Linked DNA regions of Sus scrofa: region 1 is linked to region 2. Evidence: chromatin contacts called from public Hi-C data. All regions are on one chromosome and are shown on one strand. The core of a region is the stretch at or near the end of the contact, and the rest is flanking DNA. Distances in the headings are between cores, read along the strand shown.

What was found. Hi-C and Micro-C count contacts between places; a contact is called where the count stands out from the background.
Region 1: a Hi-C map of liver shows a contact between it and region 2, with 5 times the contacts expected there. The contact joins the promoter of SLC2A4RG here to the promoter of GMEB2 in region 2. A contact is called at or near these places in 2 of 5 promoter capture datasets (fetal skeletal muscle and liver), 6 of 47 Hi-C or Micro-C datasets (heart right ventricle, liver, retroperitoneal adipose tissue and 1 more) and 1 of 2 datasets of contacts at active chromatin or transcription factors (alveolar macrophages).

What each region holds. Positions count from the first base shown.
Region 1 is chr17:62,653,400-62,660,485 of Sscrofa11.1, forward strand. It overlaps SLC2A4RG (SLC2A4 regulator), which reads left to right and starts at 2,593. Exons shown (of 7, transcript XM_021077469.1): 1 at 2,593-2,823; 2 at 3,113-3,243; 3 at 4,156-4,265; 4 at 4,724-5,088; 5 at 5,197-5,434; 6 at 5,549-5,640; 7 at 5,736-6,221. The coding sequence starts at 2,713. The coding sequence ends at 5,927. LIME1 (Lck interacting transmembrane adaptor 1) reads left to right here. Exons shown (of 5, transcript NM_001244490.1): 2 at 439-557; 3 at 723-946; 4 at 1,040-1,380; 5 at 1,466-1,854. The coding sequence starts at 460. The coding sequence ends at 1,687. ZBTB46 (zinc finger and BTB domain-containing protein 46) reads right to left here. Exons shown (of 5, transcript XM_021077467.1): 5 at 6,380-7,086.
Region 2 is chr17:62,593,097-62,599,363 of Sscrofa11.1, forward strand. It overlaps GMEB2 (glucocorticoid modulatory element-binding protein 2), which reads right to left and starts at 2,784. Exons shown (of 10, transcript XM_021077553.1): 1 at 2,418-2,784.

The DNA.
Region 1 (7,086 bases), core at 1,343-3,842, 60 kb after region 2:
GATGGTTGGGGGGCATCTCCTGAGCCAGGAGCCAGGCCCAGACAGGACATGGCAGCAGGTGAGCCTGTGGCTTGTGGCTCACCAGACTGGAACCTCCCGGTGTCAGGTTTGAGCTGCAGGGACCATGGCAGGGCCTTGGCCAGGTCACAACTGGCCTGCCCCTCCTCATCAGCCATGCCCTGCCTCACATGTCATGTACCCACGGGGCAGGCAGAGCACACTCACACCAGGACCCCCTTGGCAGGGGCAGAAGGGGGGGCGCTGAGGCCGCGTCCCCTTGGCCTCCGTAGGAGGGAGGGGCTGCCAAGCCCTGGGGTTTCCTGTGTGCTGAGTCAGAGCGCCCAAGGGGGACGGGGCCGTGGCAGCAGGAGGTGCAGAAGTGGGGCTGCCAGTGGGTGCCGGGTCCCTTGGCCGCAACACCCTGATCTCTGCCCCCAGGCCTGTCCACGGCTTTGCAGGATGAGGCCACAGGGGTCCTCAGCCTCTCCTGCCCTCTGGGTCCTGGGGTGCCTCACCCTGCTCCTCTGGCTGTGGGTGCTGTGCACAGCCTGCCACAGGTACGTCGGTCCCGGCCTGGGTGGGGCCTGGCTCAGTTCTGCAGCCAGAAGGGGCGGGACTCCAGGCTGGCCCAGCACGCCTCCCTGTGGGCCTCGGGCTGGAGGCTGCTGCCGCCTCTGACCTGCATCTCTGCCTCCCTGACCCAATGATTCTCTTGCACCCAGGAGGCGGGCAGGGAGGCAGGTGTCCAGGCTGCAGGGCATGCAGGGCGGTGGGATGCCAACGAAAGCGGTGAGTGCCAGGTATCCCCAAGGCCATGCTGGGGCTGGCAGGGGACTAACTGGCCGTCCTTGCCCCCAGTCACTGCTGAGACCACCCCACCTCTGCTCCCTCAGCAAGTCAGACACTAGACTGCACGAGCTGTGCCGAGGTCAGCCCTGCAGCAGAGGTGAGCCAGTAGCAGGGGCAGCGTCCTTGGTGGAGGGCAGGCCTTCTTGGACCCCTGAGTAACTTCTGCCCTGACCCTGACCCCCACCCTCAGCCCCGCGGCCTGCCAGCGTGGATCTCCTGTGCCCACAATGGCTAGAGGTGTCCAGAGGCAAGACCAGGCCCCCAGAAGCCTTCTCACTCCAGGAGCTGCCCGCAGCCGTGCCCTTCACCGACCCCGAGGCCACTTATTCCAACGTGGGGCTGGCTGTGATCCCCAGAGCCAGGCTGGCATTCGGCTCTGGGGTGTGGGTAGGGGCACACAGCTGTGCCAGGCTGGGGCCTGAGGCCAGACCGGTGGCGTCTGAGTATGCCTGCATCCAGAAGCTCAAGGGGACAGGCCAGGTCCCCCAGGGCCTGGGGCAGGGGCGTGCTGAGGTCATCCCAGCCAATCAGGTAAAGTGAAGGGGGTGGTGGTGGGGGGAGGATGTCTGGCAGAGTGGCTGGTCTGACCCTTCCCTGGTGGGCTTCCTCTCTCCAGGTGGACAGCCTGTACTCCAAGGTCAGCAAGCCTAAAAGGAGGGACCCCGGACCTGCCTCAGACCAGCCAGACCCCAAGGGTGGGGGCACAGTTTTAGCTCTGGGGGGTGACCTGGCCTATGACGCCCTCCCACCGAAGAGCGTGGGTGTGAACGGGAGCTTCCTGGAAAACGTGTATGAGAGCATCCAGGAGATGGGGGGCCCTGGAGCCTCCAAGCTCTAGCTCTTGGCAGGAGGGGCCATAGGCCGGGCATGGAGACCCCCTGCTTCCTGTCTAATCCTGCCGGGGGAGCCTCCCTCGCCGGCTCCATGAACTCCCTGCCTCCAGAGCGGGGTGCACCCCCGACTTCTCCTACACACACAGCGGCCGGCACGGGTTCCAGAGAGCAGGGCTGCCAGCCTGGTCCTGGCTGCCACAGCCTTTCCAGGGCAGCGTCTCAATAAACCCCCCCGGCTCCCGGAGCCGGAGCCGCAACACCGCCGAGCCTCGGCTGGCTCTTCTTGAAAGCCTGGGGGCTGGGGGCGTGTCTGGAAGGAGTGAACACCACCCGCTTGGGAACGGCTCCCTCCCGCGGAGCCGGCCCGGTGGCTGGGCCCCGTCAGCTCGGGCTGCCGGCTAGTCGGGCTCAGAAGACCGAGTGGGCAGGGAGGCAAGTCCTGAGGGGCGAGTCCCCACGCTGAGTGGGCCCTCGGGCGGTGAGCTGGCCCGCACGGTGGCCGCCCTAGGGGGGGACCTGGACCCTGAACGCCAGCGAGGGCTCCGCCACCCAGCCCTGGAGTTACATAAGGGGTGAGGGAGGTGGGCAGTCGTGCGTTAAAGAATAACCTGCTCCCGGGAAGCCCGCCAAGTAGGCACGGCCCCCTCCCGGATCCGGCAGCTCGCGCAGGAGCACCCGGAGAGGAAGGCGGCCCGCGCGGGCGACAGGGGAGCGCGGGCAGCGGGAGACGGGCCCCCTCCCGGGCCGGCGCGGGAGCAGCCTGCGCGGGAGCGGCGGGCCTGGGGCGGGGCGGGCCTGGGGCGGGGCCGCGGGGCGGGCCAATGGGCGCGCGGCGGGGCCGGCCGGGGGCGGGGCCTCAGGCCGCGCAGAGGGGGCGGGGCCGGCCGGCAGCCTCCGGGCGGCGCGGCGCGGGCGGTGGCCGATCCAGGGCGGGGGTCGGCGGCCCGGCCAGCCCGGCCCGGCCCGGCCCGGGGCCGCGTCCCAAGCGTCCGCCCTCGCCGCTGCAGGCTCGGTGCCCGGCCGGCCGGCCATGGAGGCCACGCGCCCCCCGGCGCCCGGTCCTGGCTACGGGCGCCCCTCGCTCCGCGCCGCCGGCCGGGACCCTACGGCCGCACCCGTGTCGGTGCCCGCGCCGCCGCAGGTACCGGGCCGGGACACCGACAAAGTTCCCGCTACGAAGATGGCGTCGGGCTGCACGAACTTTGGGCCCCGGGGCGGGGCGGGCGGGGGCGGCGCATCGCCGCGCGTGTCCGTGGGTCCGGCGCGGCTGGGCCGGCGCCCGGAGCGCTTCCCGCCGCGGCGGCCGGGGGCGGGGCCGGGGGCGGGGCCGCACCGGCCGCCGCCGGTTTGGGGGCGGGCACCAGCGGGTCGGGGTGGGGGCGGGGGCGGGGACCGGGCCGCTGCTCCCGCTGAGCCGGCCGCGTCCGCAGGGCCCCGCCTCGGAGTTCGCGCTGCCGCAGGAGCCGAAGCCGCGGGCCGCGGACCTCGGGGCCCCGGGGGCGGGAGCGGGGACGGCGGGGCCCCCGGCGCCGTCGGCGCACATCCCGGTGCCAGCGCATAGGTGAGCCGGGGCCGCGAGCCAGGCCGAGGTGGGCGTGTGCACACGTGCGCCTGTGTGTGCAGAGGTGGTGGGTGGGACCCGGGCTGGAGCCTTCCGGACCCTAGCCCTGCAGGCGGCCTGGTGGAGGGCAGGTCAGGGTCCTGAAGTGGGTTTCCGTCCCCACCTTCCTGCTCTCCCGCCCTGCAGGAGTTGAGCAGAAATGACACTGTGTTAGTAACCCTTGTTCCCCCCGCACCCTGGGGGCCAGAGCGCAGAACTGGGAGGGGGCGGCTGTCAGTCTGTGCAGAAGACCCATCCGCTCAGCCTGTGTGGAATCAACTGTCCAGCAATCCCCCAGCCTCTGATGGCCAGCTCCCCGGCCCTGCTTGCAGGGAAACCTTCCCAGGAGCCTGACACCCCACGGTGGCTGTGAAAGCAGGGGTGGGCTCTGGCACGGCCCGCTGGGGCCTGGGGGCCCACTTATGCCTGGAGCCCAGTCTCCCCTGGCTGCTGCTGACTGCCGGCTGCTCCCGCCCTCCCAGGCCTGGCGCTAGGCCCACAGCTGCTGTTGCACAACCCTGGTTAATGTGTGACTGGGGGGAGGGCTGGGGCTAGCCGGGCCTGGCCCCACGGGTGGGGCCTCCCTCAGACCCCTGTCCAGCACCAGGGTCTGAAGAAGCCTCGGTGGAACAAAGTCCAGCCTGCAGAGAAGCCAGGTTTGGGGAAGCCCCCAGGCCGGGCCTGTTCCTGGTGGTTCCTGGGGATTTGGGGCTCGGCAACCCGAGCTGGGGGTGGGGCTGGGCCTCCTGCCCAGCTCCCGGAGTGAGGGAGCCTGGTGCGTACACGTGCCCTGGCCTGCACGTGTGCCGGTCCAGGGGCGGGGCCTGGAGTACTTCCTGGGCCCCAGCTGCACCCCACCCTCATCTCCTCCAGAGCCCCCCCAGGAAAAGCCCGGCCGGACGAGGTCATGGCCGCTGCAGCCCTGACAAGCCTGTCTACCTGCCCTCTCCTGCTAGGATCCCCGGCTGTAGCCTTCAGCACAGGTGAGGCTTAGAGGCCTGGCTTGGGTGGGGGTGGCGGAGGGGCCAGGACCACTATCCCTGCAGGATCCCACAAGCTGCCAAGCCCCTGCGGGGCAAGCAGAGCCCCCTCCCCTGGAGTGCCATCTTCTCAATGCATCTCTTGAGGCCTCAAAGAGGACCTCAGGACCCTGTGGCCCCCACCGAGGCCAGAGGTGCGTGTCCCAGGCCTGCAGCTGTCCGTGACCTGTCCGCCTCCCCCGGCCGGCCAGGTGTTTCCCCACAGAGAACTCTTCTGTTTTTCCTGCTCTGCCAGCTCCTCCTGGCCTCTGCCTCCTCCAAGAGCTTCTCTGCCCATGAAGCTCACCTGTGGACAGGTGAACAGGTGGAGGCTCCGCATTAGGGGACTCGCAGCCGGCGAATTCCGCCACGTGGCCGGGCCCCCCGAAAGTGCTGATGCTGGAGCTGGTCTGTGTCCGCAGAGCCCGGCCTGGAGCCCTGGAAGGAGGCGCTGGCGCGGCCGCTGGGCAGCAGCAGCAGCAGCAGCAGCAGCGGCGGCGGGGACTGGGGCTGGGACCTGGCCAGCGACCAGTCCTCTCCATCCACCCCATCGCCCCCACTGCCCCCTGAGGCAGCCCACTTCCTGTTTGGGGAGCCTGCTCTGAGGAAGAGGAAGGTGAGCGGGGAGCAGCCCTCGGGCCCGGAGGACACAGGGGTGGAGCCTGACCCCGGCCCTTGTCGCCCAGAGCTCGCTGCAGGTCCTGTTCCAGTGTCTGTGGAAGCGCTGCGGGAAGGTGCTGAGCACGGCCTCCGGGATGCAGAGACACATCCGCCTGGTGCACCTGGGGTGCGGCAGGGCCAGCGCGGGCTGGGGGCTGCGGGCGGGGGCCAGGGGCGCCAGACGGGCCTCTGCTTCAGCTCCCGCCTGCCTCCCTCCCCGGGGTGTCCCCAGCAGGCGGCAGGCCGAGCCGGAGCAGAGCGATGGCGAGGAGGACTTCTACTACACGGAGCTGGACGTGGGTGTGGACTCGCTGACCGCGGGGCTGTCCAGCCTGAGCCCGGTGTCACCCAGCACCTGTGTGCCACCCGCCTTCCCCTGCCTGGCGCTGCCGGAGCCCCCCGCCCTGCCCCGCCTGCTGCGCCCGCTGGCCCTGCCCCCACCCCCGGTGCTCAGCGCCTCGGCGCCCCCCCAGGTGTGCCACAGTGACCACGCCTACCAGGTGGGTGAGGCCCCCGGACATGGCGGCCAGGGCCAGGTCTCGGGGCACCCCAGAGGGGCATGAGGCCACAGCTGTGTCTCCTCTCAGGGCTGCCTGGCACCCGCCCACCTGGAGCCACGGCCGACCACAGTCAGGGCCTGCGCGCCAGCCCTGCCCGCCAAGCTTGGTCCCACCCCGAGGTGCGTGTGTATAGAGGGGCCGGGCCGGGACCGGGCAGGGAGGGTCCCAGCCTGATAGCACCCCGTGCCCCCGTGTCCCCCCACCCCCACCCCAGGAAGCCCCGAGGGGATGCCAAGAAGTGCCGGAAGGTGTATGGCATGGAGCGCCGGGACCTCTGGTGCAGGGCCTGCCGCTGGAAGAAGGCCTGCCGGCGCTTCCTGGACTGAGCCCGCCGCCTGCCCGGGGCCTCGCCCACTTGCAGACTCTTCTCTTGGATGGGGGTCCCCACCACTCAAAGTGCCTCTGAAGAAACCAGCCTTTTGCACTAAAGCCAAACCTCACTGCTGTCCCCTTGGCCTGGGGTCCCCAGGGGTGGCCGCCCCCGCCTGTTGGCCCCGGACTTGTCAGGGGTGTGATGGGCCCCGCTTTGGGGCCACAAGGGGTTGTCCTCGATGCACTTTGAGGGGCGTCAGGGAGGGGCACCCCCGCCTGACATTTGAGGCCGGGGTGGCATTCGTACCGCGTTTGCGAAGCTCAGGTGTCTCACGTCTGGGCTGAACCAGGCGAGGAGTAAAATTAAAGATTTGGGGTTTTTCCAAAAGCCATGTCTGTCTTCTGGGAGGGACCCCACCCTAGGCGGGGGTCCTGGGGGGGCAGACCGGAGGCCGGCAGAGGGCGGAGGGGGTGGTCCCTCTGGCTACCTCTACCCAGGACAGGGCTGGGGGCAGGGGCCGTCTGAAACACACACGAGGCATCTGCTCAAGCAGCGATTTCCCAGTTTATTGAAAATGATCGTTTTGCAAGAGTCTAACTAAGCCCGTCACAGAGAGGAGACCCACAGGCAGGCCCAGAGTGCGCCCAGGCAGACAAGAAATCTCCAGACCACTCGGGGGGAGGGGCCGTTCACCTGCCGATGGCTGTAGGGAAGCGGGCGCCAGCCGTGACGTCCCACGGACCAATGACGGAAAACTCCCCTGAATATTAAACACATCTCCAATACAAACACAGGTTTATCATCATCAATATAAAGTCAATATAATATAGATTATCCCCAGAAAAACTCAACAATCTTCAAACACTGCCCTTTTTTGTCTGTTTTGTTGTCGTTGACAGGTTGAAAGCATGTTGAAAAAATAAATATTTAAGAAAAGCACACACAGCGCCCTCACGACGAGTAGCTCTAAAAAGGGCCGCGTACAAAACACAGCATAGAATCTAAAAAATAAAAACACCATTAAGTATGGCTTTCTTAAGAGGTGCACATGTCACAGAATGAGCGAAAATAAGATTATCTTTCATATAATATTGCAAAAAGTTCCAGTTTTTGCATTTTTCTCAGAGTTCTCTTTTTTAAAAAGGAAGATGTGCAAAGTTGGAAGCAGTAGCTGTGTCCTTTGAGTCGAGGTCCCTATCGAGTCCTGGCAGTGTCATGACGGTTCCCAAACCCAGAGTCCAAACATACAGCC
Region 2 (6,267 bases), core at 1,534-4,033:
AGCCACTGGCCTGCGCCAGAGCCACAGCAACACGGGATCCGAGCCACGTCTGCCACCTACACCACAGCCCACGGCAACACCGGATCCTTAACCCACTGAGCAAGGCCAGGGATCGAACCCGCAACCCCATGGTTCCTAGTCGGATTCGTCAGCCACTGAGACAACGGGAAGTCCCCACGAAGAGATATTTTTAAACTATCATTTTAGGGGTACAAATACAAACAAATGAGATGAACACATTGGTGTGCAGTCATCAGGTTCAGATCCGGCTCTCCTTTCCGGATCTTCTGAAAAAATCACAAGTATCTTCCTTTGGTAAAAGTACCACTAGAAACAGCAGAGGCCACACACCAGGGAGCCAGAGGCACCGTTTCTTTGATACTCAATGTTTCAACATGTTTAATTAGTTGCCAACTTTGCCAGCATTTAGTGTTCACATTAAAAAAATAAAGATTTCTGGCTTCTCTTAACACTGCCAGAAGCCACCCCGGGAGGTGCTCCCTCCAGCTCTGGCCCGGCCTCAGGGCACGACAGGTACACGCAAATCCTCCCCGCCCAGCCTGTCCTCCCAGAGTTTTAAAACGTTTCCTGTGAATAAACATCTTCTGAACCAGCACCCTGCTTAGTTTACTGTGTGACATCAGAGGTTTACTGAATCCATCGGTTCCACCCTGAACAGACTCGAGCACACGGGTGCAAGGTGTGGTGCACGGCTGGTGGGAGCATAAACTGGTGCAGCCACTACGAAGACAGTCTGCGAGTCCCTCAGAAGACTAAAAACAGAACTACTGTGTGATCAGCAGGCCCACGCTGGGTGCGCGTCCAAAGGAAATTAAATGCGGCTCTCCAGAGACAAACGCACCCCATGTTCACTGCAGCGTTATTCCCAAGTCGAGATACGAAGGCAACCTCGATCTCCACGGATGAACAAATGGACAAAAATTTGGTATACAGGAGTTCCCGTTGTGGCTCAGTGGTGAATGACTCCGACCAGGAACCATGAGGTTGCGGGAGCGATCCCCGACCTTGCTCCGTGGGTTAAGGATCCAGCGTTGCCGTGAGCCGTGGTGAGGTCACAACAGGGTTCAGGCGCCGTGCTGCTGTGGCTGTGGCGTACGACCCCTGGCCTGGGACCTGCCATACGCCGCAGGTGCAGCTCTAAAAAGCGAAATAAATCAAATAAAAAGGAAATTCTGCCGTTTGTGTCCACATGGACGAACACAGAGGATGTGGCACTAAGTGCAACGAGCCGACACAGGAGGACAAAACACTACATGACGCCTGCCTCTCCCACGAGGTATTTAGATCAAAAGAGTCAAACTCCAGACACAGGGCGGAGCAGGGTGGTGGCCGGGACGGGGGAGACAGGACCTATCAAAGAGCACAAAGTTTCAGTTACGCAAAGTCAGTCCTAGAGATCTCGGGATGGAACAGCACCCCGGCTGGACAGCACAGCACTGAACACTCAACATTTGGCTACTGAAGCCGCCGCCTTCTTTCTCTTGGCTGCACCTGAGGCAGGAACTCGGAAGCTCCTGGGCCAGGGATCCAACAGGAGCCGCTCAAGCTGCTGCAGTGACAACACTAGATCCTTAACCTGCTGCGCAAGACAACGGCTCGTTAAGCGCTCTCATCACGACAGTAAGAAAGAAAAACTCTGGGTGGGGATGGACAGGTTTAGGGCACAGACCGGGGTAAGGCTTTCTTGGGTGTAACATAATCCGGACCGACCACCTTGTGTACAGCAGTTATGTACAACTTCGGTCTGTTTAAAACAGCAAAAAGACTGATGTAATCGAAACGTCTAAGAGATCGCGGTTCTCCAGCGGAATCAACTGGGTGAACGCAAAGTTAACCCACTGTGTCCGGGTCACCGCTGGCAATGAACGCGTGTGGAGGAGCTCCCGCCGAGGGCTTCGGGGAGCCACGGTTCTCACCAACGGGTCAGCACGCACGCGGGCCGCCCACGCAGCCCCCAGGGGAGGCGCGGCCCCCACGGGAAGCGGGGACCCGCGCGGCCCTCCGCGGGGGGAGCGCCCACACGAAGGGGCCCCCACGCAAAGAGGCCCCCCAAGGGAGGGGGCCCACGCGAGGGGAGCCCCGCGAGAAGGCGGCCCCCACGCGGCCCCCGCCCCCCACGCGGCCCCCGCCCCGGCGCCCTCCGCGCGGCCCCCGTCCAAGGCCCTCCCCAGCTCCCGCCGCCCGCCGCCTTCCGGCAAGATGGAGGCCGCGCCGCCGCCGCCGCCGACGCGCCTGACGCGGGCCCGTGACGCCCGTGACGCCCGCCGCGCGCCGCCGCCCCTCCCCCGCTCCCCTCCCCCCGCCGTAACGTCCTGACGCTCCGCAGGGACCCCTGACTGGACGGCGGCGCGCGGCGGAGCGAGAGGCCTCGCCGCGGGGGGGCGGCGGGCGCTTACCTGGGCCGCGGCCGGGCCTGCGCGGGCGCCGGCGGGCGGGCGGCGGCGACGGGCGGCGGCGGCGGTGGCGGCGGCGGCCGCGGGCTGTGCTCCTTGTTGGGGATTCGGCGGCGGCGGCGGCGGCGGCGGCGGCGGTCCGGGCGCGCGCTTCCTAGTGACGCCGGCGGCGGGGCCGCGCACGCAGGGCAAGGGCGAGTCCCGAGACTTATTTTGCGCTCAGCGGGAAGGCGTGCGGTGCTAAGAAATAAGGCCTGGTGGGGCCGGTTGCGCCTGCGCGGGCGTGGGGGCGGGGCCCGGGCCCGAGGGGAACGCGGCGGCCCCGGCCCCGCCCCCGCCCCGCCAGCTGGCTTACGTGCCAGGGCTGGTGGACACACTTGCCAGGCGCAGCCTTCCCCGTGTGTCCAAGCACGAGTGGGGCGAGAATGTGTAGGGAGACTCGCTTAGGGCTGGGGGCGGGGAACGTGCATGCCCAATGAGTGACCGAAGCCAAATGCAGGTGCGCTGGTGCCCAGCGTGTGTAAAGCCCTCCCCAGAGGCGGGCGGGAGGGCCTGCCAGGGGGAGTCGCTCGCCTCTACGTCTTTCCACTCGTCTAGTCCGAGTCCTGCGATTAATAGATTTTATTTTTTATCATAAGTCTCATTGCTGAGTCTGTGGGCTGCCCTACCGTGGTCCTATACTGCGCCCCAGCCGCGGAAACCTGTGCTGTGGTCACTCGCCAAGTGTGCTCATTTAAATTTGCCTTAACTGAAATGAAAATTCAGTCCTCCTGGATTATTCCCGTTGTGGCTCAGCGATTATCAGACCAGACTAGCATCCATGAGGATGTGGGTTCCCTCCCTGGCCTCGCTCAGTGGGTCAAGGATCAGGGTTGCAGTGAGCTGTTGTGTAGGTCACAGACATGGCCCAGATCCTGTGTGGCTGTGGCTATGGTGGCGGCTACAGCTCCAATTTGACCCCTGGCGCTGGGAACCTCTTATGCCACGGGTATGGCCCTAAAAAGACCAAAAGGAAAAAAAAATTCAGTCCTTCAGTTACCACAGAACCTGATAGAGCATTAGGAATGCTCTGAGAACTCTCGCTCTCTTTTTTAATTACAGGTAACTAGCTAGAGTATCTCTGGAGACCCTGGATTTTCCAGTATGTAAGGGGGTTAGCATCGCTCAGCTTTCAAGGAGTTCCTGTGTCCTGGGACCCAGGTACAGCCGGGCCTTGCTCTTTGATTGAAAGGTGCAGTGGGGAGTTCCCATTGTAACAGCAGAAATGAACCCAACTAGTATCCATGAGGACTTGGGTTCGATGCCTGGCCTCCCTCAGTGGGTTAAGGATTTGATGTTGCTGTGAGGTGAGGTGGAGGACATGACTTGGATCCCGCGTGGCTGTGGCTGTGGTGCAGGCCAGCAGCTGTAGCTCCGATTCAACCTCTAGCCTGGGAACTTCCATATGCCGGGCGTGGCCCTAAAAGAAAAGAAAAAAAAAAAGAAGGACACGGTGGGAGGCCCGGGGTGGTTAATGGTCCTGCCCTGGCCGGAGGGGCAGTAGGGAGGCATGCTGCTCCTGCCCCAGGGACTCCTGGTGGAAGCTCTGCCAGCCCCATCCTTGAGCTCCTCCCCAGACCTCCCTGTGCCCCGTCTCCCCACCTGCACAGGGCAGTCAGGCTGGACCCAGAGGGTCCGTCTGTGCTCAAACCAGGGTGGGCATGCAGCCAGCTCTCCCGTGTGTGTCATTGCTCTGGCTTAGTGGCTGCCAAGGAACTTGGGCGCCTGGCGAACAGCTGCGGGCTCCCTGGGCACTCCCACTCAGGAGATGGAGAAGGCGGGAAACAAATGCCTCCTTGAGCACCAAGCCACGCACTTGTGCTCATGCTCCAGTAGGAAGCCCCTGAAGCCCGTTTCCCAGACTGGGACGTCTTCCAGCAAACCTTGTTCCCGTGACATTGCGGTTGGGAGAGGTGTACTTTGATGGTTTTCAATCGTTGGAGTATACTCACCCCAGTGATGGAAAAATCTTATTTATTTATTTTATTTTTTTTTTTTTTTTGCTTTGTAGCGCGGCACCCGCAGCCTATGGAGGTTCCCAGGCTAGGGGTCTAATCGGAGCTACAGCTGCTGGCCTACACACAGCCACAGCCATGTGGGATCTGAGCCGCGTCTGCAACCTACACCACAGCTCGGGGCAATGCCAGATCCCCAACCCATTGAGCAACACCAGGGATTGATCCTACATCCTCATGGTTCCTAGTCGGATTGGTTTCCGCCGTGCCATGGCCGGAACTCCAGAAAAGTGTTTCTAAAGGTTAAGCTATTGAGCCTGTGTCAGTGCTGCTGTCTTCTCATCTGGTAAATAGGAGAACAGGTGCGCCTGGACTGTGCCTGTCGTTTATCTGAGTTTCCCTGCCCTCACGTTGCAGAAGTAAAGGCCAGCAAAGTCCAAGGGAGAAGGCTCAGAAGGATGCGGGAGACGGGGGCCAGGCCCGCCTGTCACCTGTGCCGAGTCCTGCTGCTTCCCGGCTGGGTGAGCTGTGGCCGCTGGCCCCTGAGTCTCTGGGCACCCCAGAGCCCCCAGTCCGAGTTTCCACCGTTGCGCGGCCTCTGCCTGTTTCTGCCGCGGGACGTCAGGCCTAGCGTTTGAACCTGCACGCCTGTCTCCTGCCTCCGAGAGCGAGAGAGAGCACTGGGCCTTGCTGGCTTGGAGGAGGATTCGTTCCCACTGTGGGTGGGGTGTGGTCTCTCACCCTGCCTCCCTCGGGGAGGGCGCCTTCACTCCTGGCTGGTTACAGACAGAAGGAACCCACGAGAGATGTGTGCTCAGTGCGCAGCTGCTCCAGGGCTGCCCGCCCCACCTTCTACTGGGGCTGCGGCTCCCGTGGTTCCCGACGGCGGCCGCCCGGGCTCCGGGGCCTCCCGTCTGCGTGTGAGACCCGCGCGTGGGGAGCAGGGGCCTGCAAGCTCAGGACAAGCCAGGCAGCCTGTGTAGGTTTATGGAAACGTTGTTGGTACAGTTCCCGATCCACACGGCCGCCGGCTTGAGGAACCTCCTGCTCCTCCGGCTTTGGTTCAAAGACCCAGCCGTTCAAACGCGATTTCCTCTTCCAACCGTGTTTCTCTGTGAGGCTGGGTGTTGTCACGTGCTTCAACAGTTCTCAGTAATTCCCTTTTTTGGGAAAATGTCAGTGGTTTTCATCTGAAAATATTAACGTGTAATGGGTGCATCATTTTTAAATGAATTACTTCTTTTTGTCTTTTCTAGGGCCCCCCCAGCGGCGTGTGGAGGGTCCCAGGCTAGGGGTCGAATCAGAGCTACAGCTGCCGGCCTACACCACAGCCACAGCCATGCGGGATCCGAGCCACATCTGCGACCTACACCACGGCTCACCGCCACGCCAGATTCTTAACGCACTGAGCGAGGCCAGGGATTGAACCTGCATCATCCTGGATCCTCGTCGGGTTCATTAACTGCTGAGCCACGAAGGGAACTCCAAATGCAGAGGTTTCTGTTCATCGTTCATTTGATTTCTCAGTTCACCCGCTCCCCATGGCTGAGGCGGGTGCGTGGCATGGGCTCCCACTGCCCCCCGAAAGGACATCCACTCTCATTTCCCTGTCCGCTCCCCTTTCTGAATCCCAGCAAAACCACACCTAGGCACTGCTGGGTTCCAGTCCTGGCTTGTCACTTCCTCAGGGGCTGTCCTGGTGGAGGTGGTATCCTGGACAGGGAGGGAGCGTATGTCCCGATAAACCCCACCCCCCGCGCCCGCTGCCGGGGATCGGTACCCATCCGTGCTCTCTGGCTTGGCCCTGGGAAGCCACCAGCGGTGTCCTCATAGGTTTCTGTAGAGTGGAAGCCGAGGGC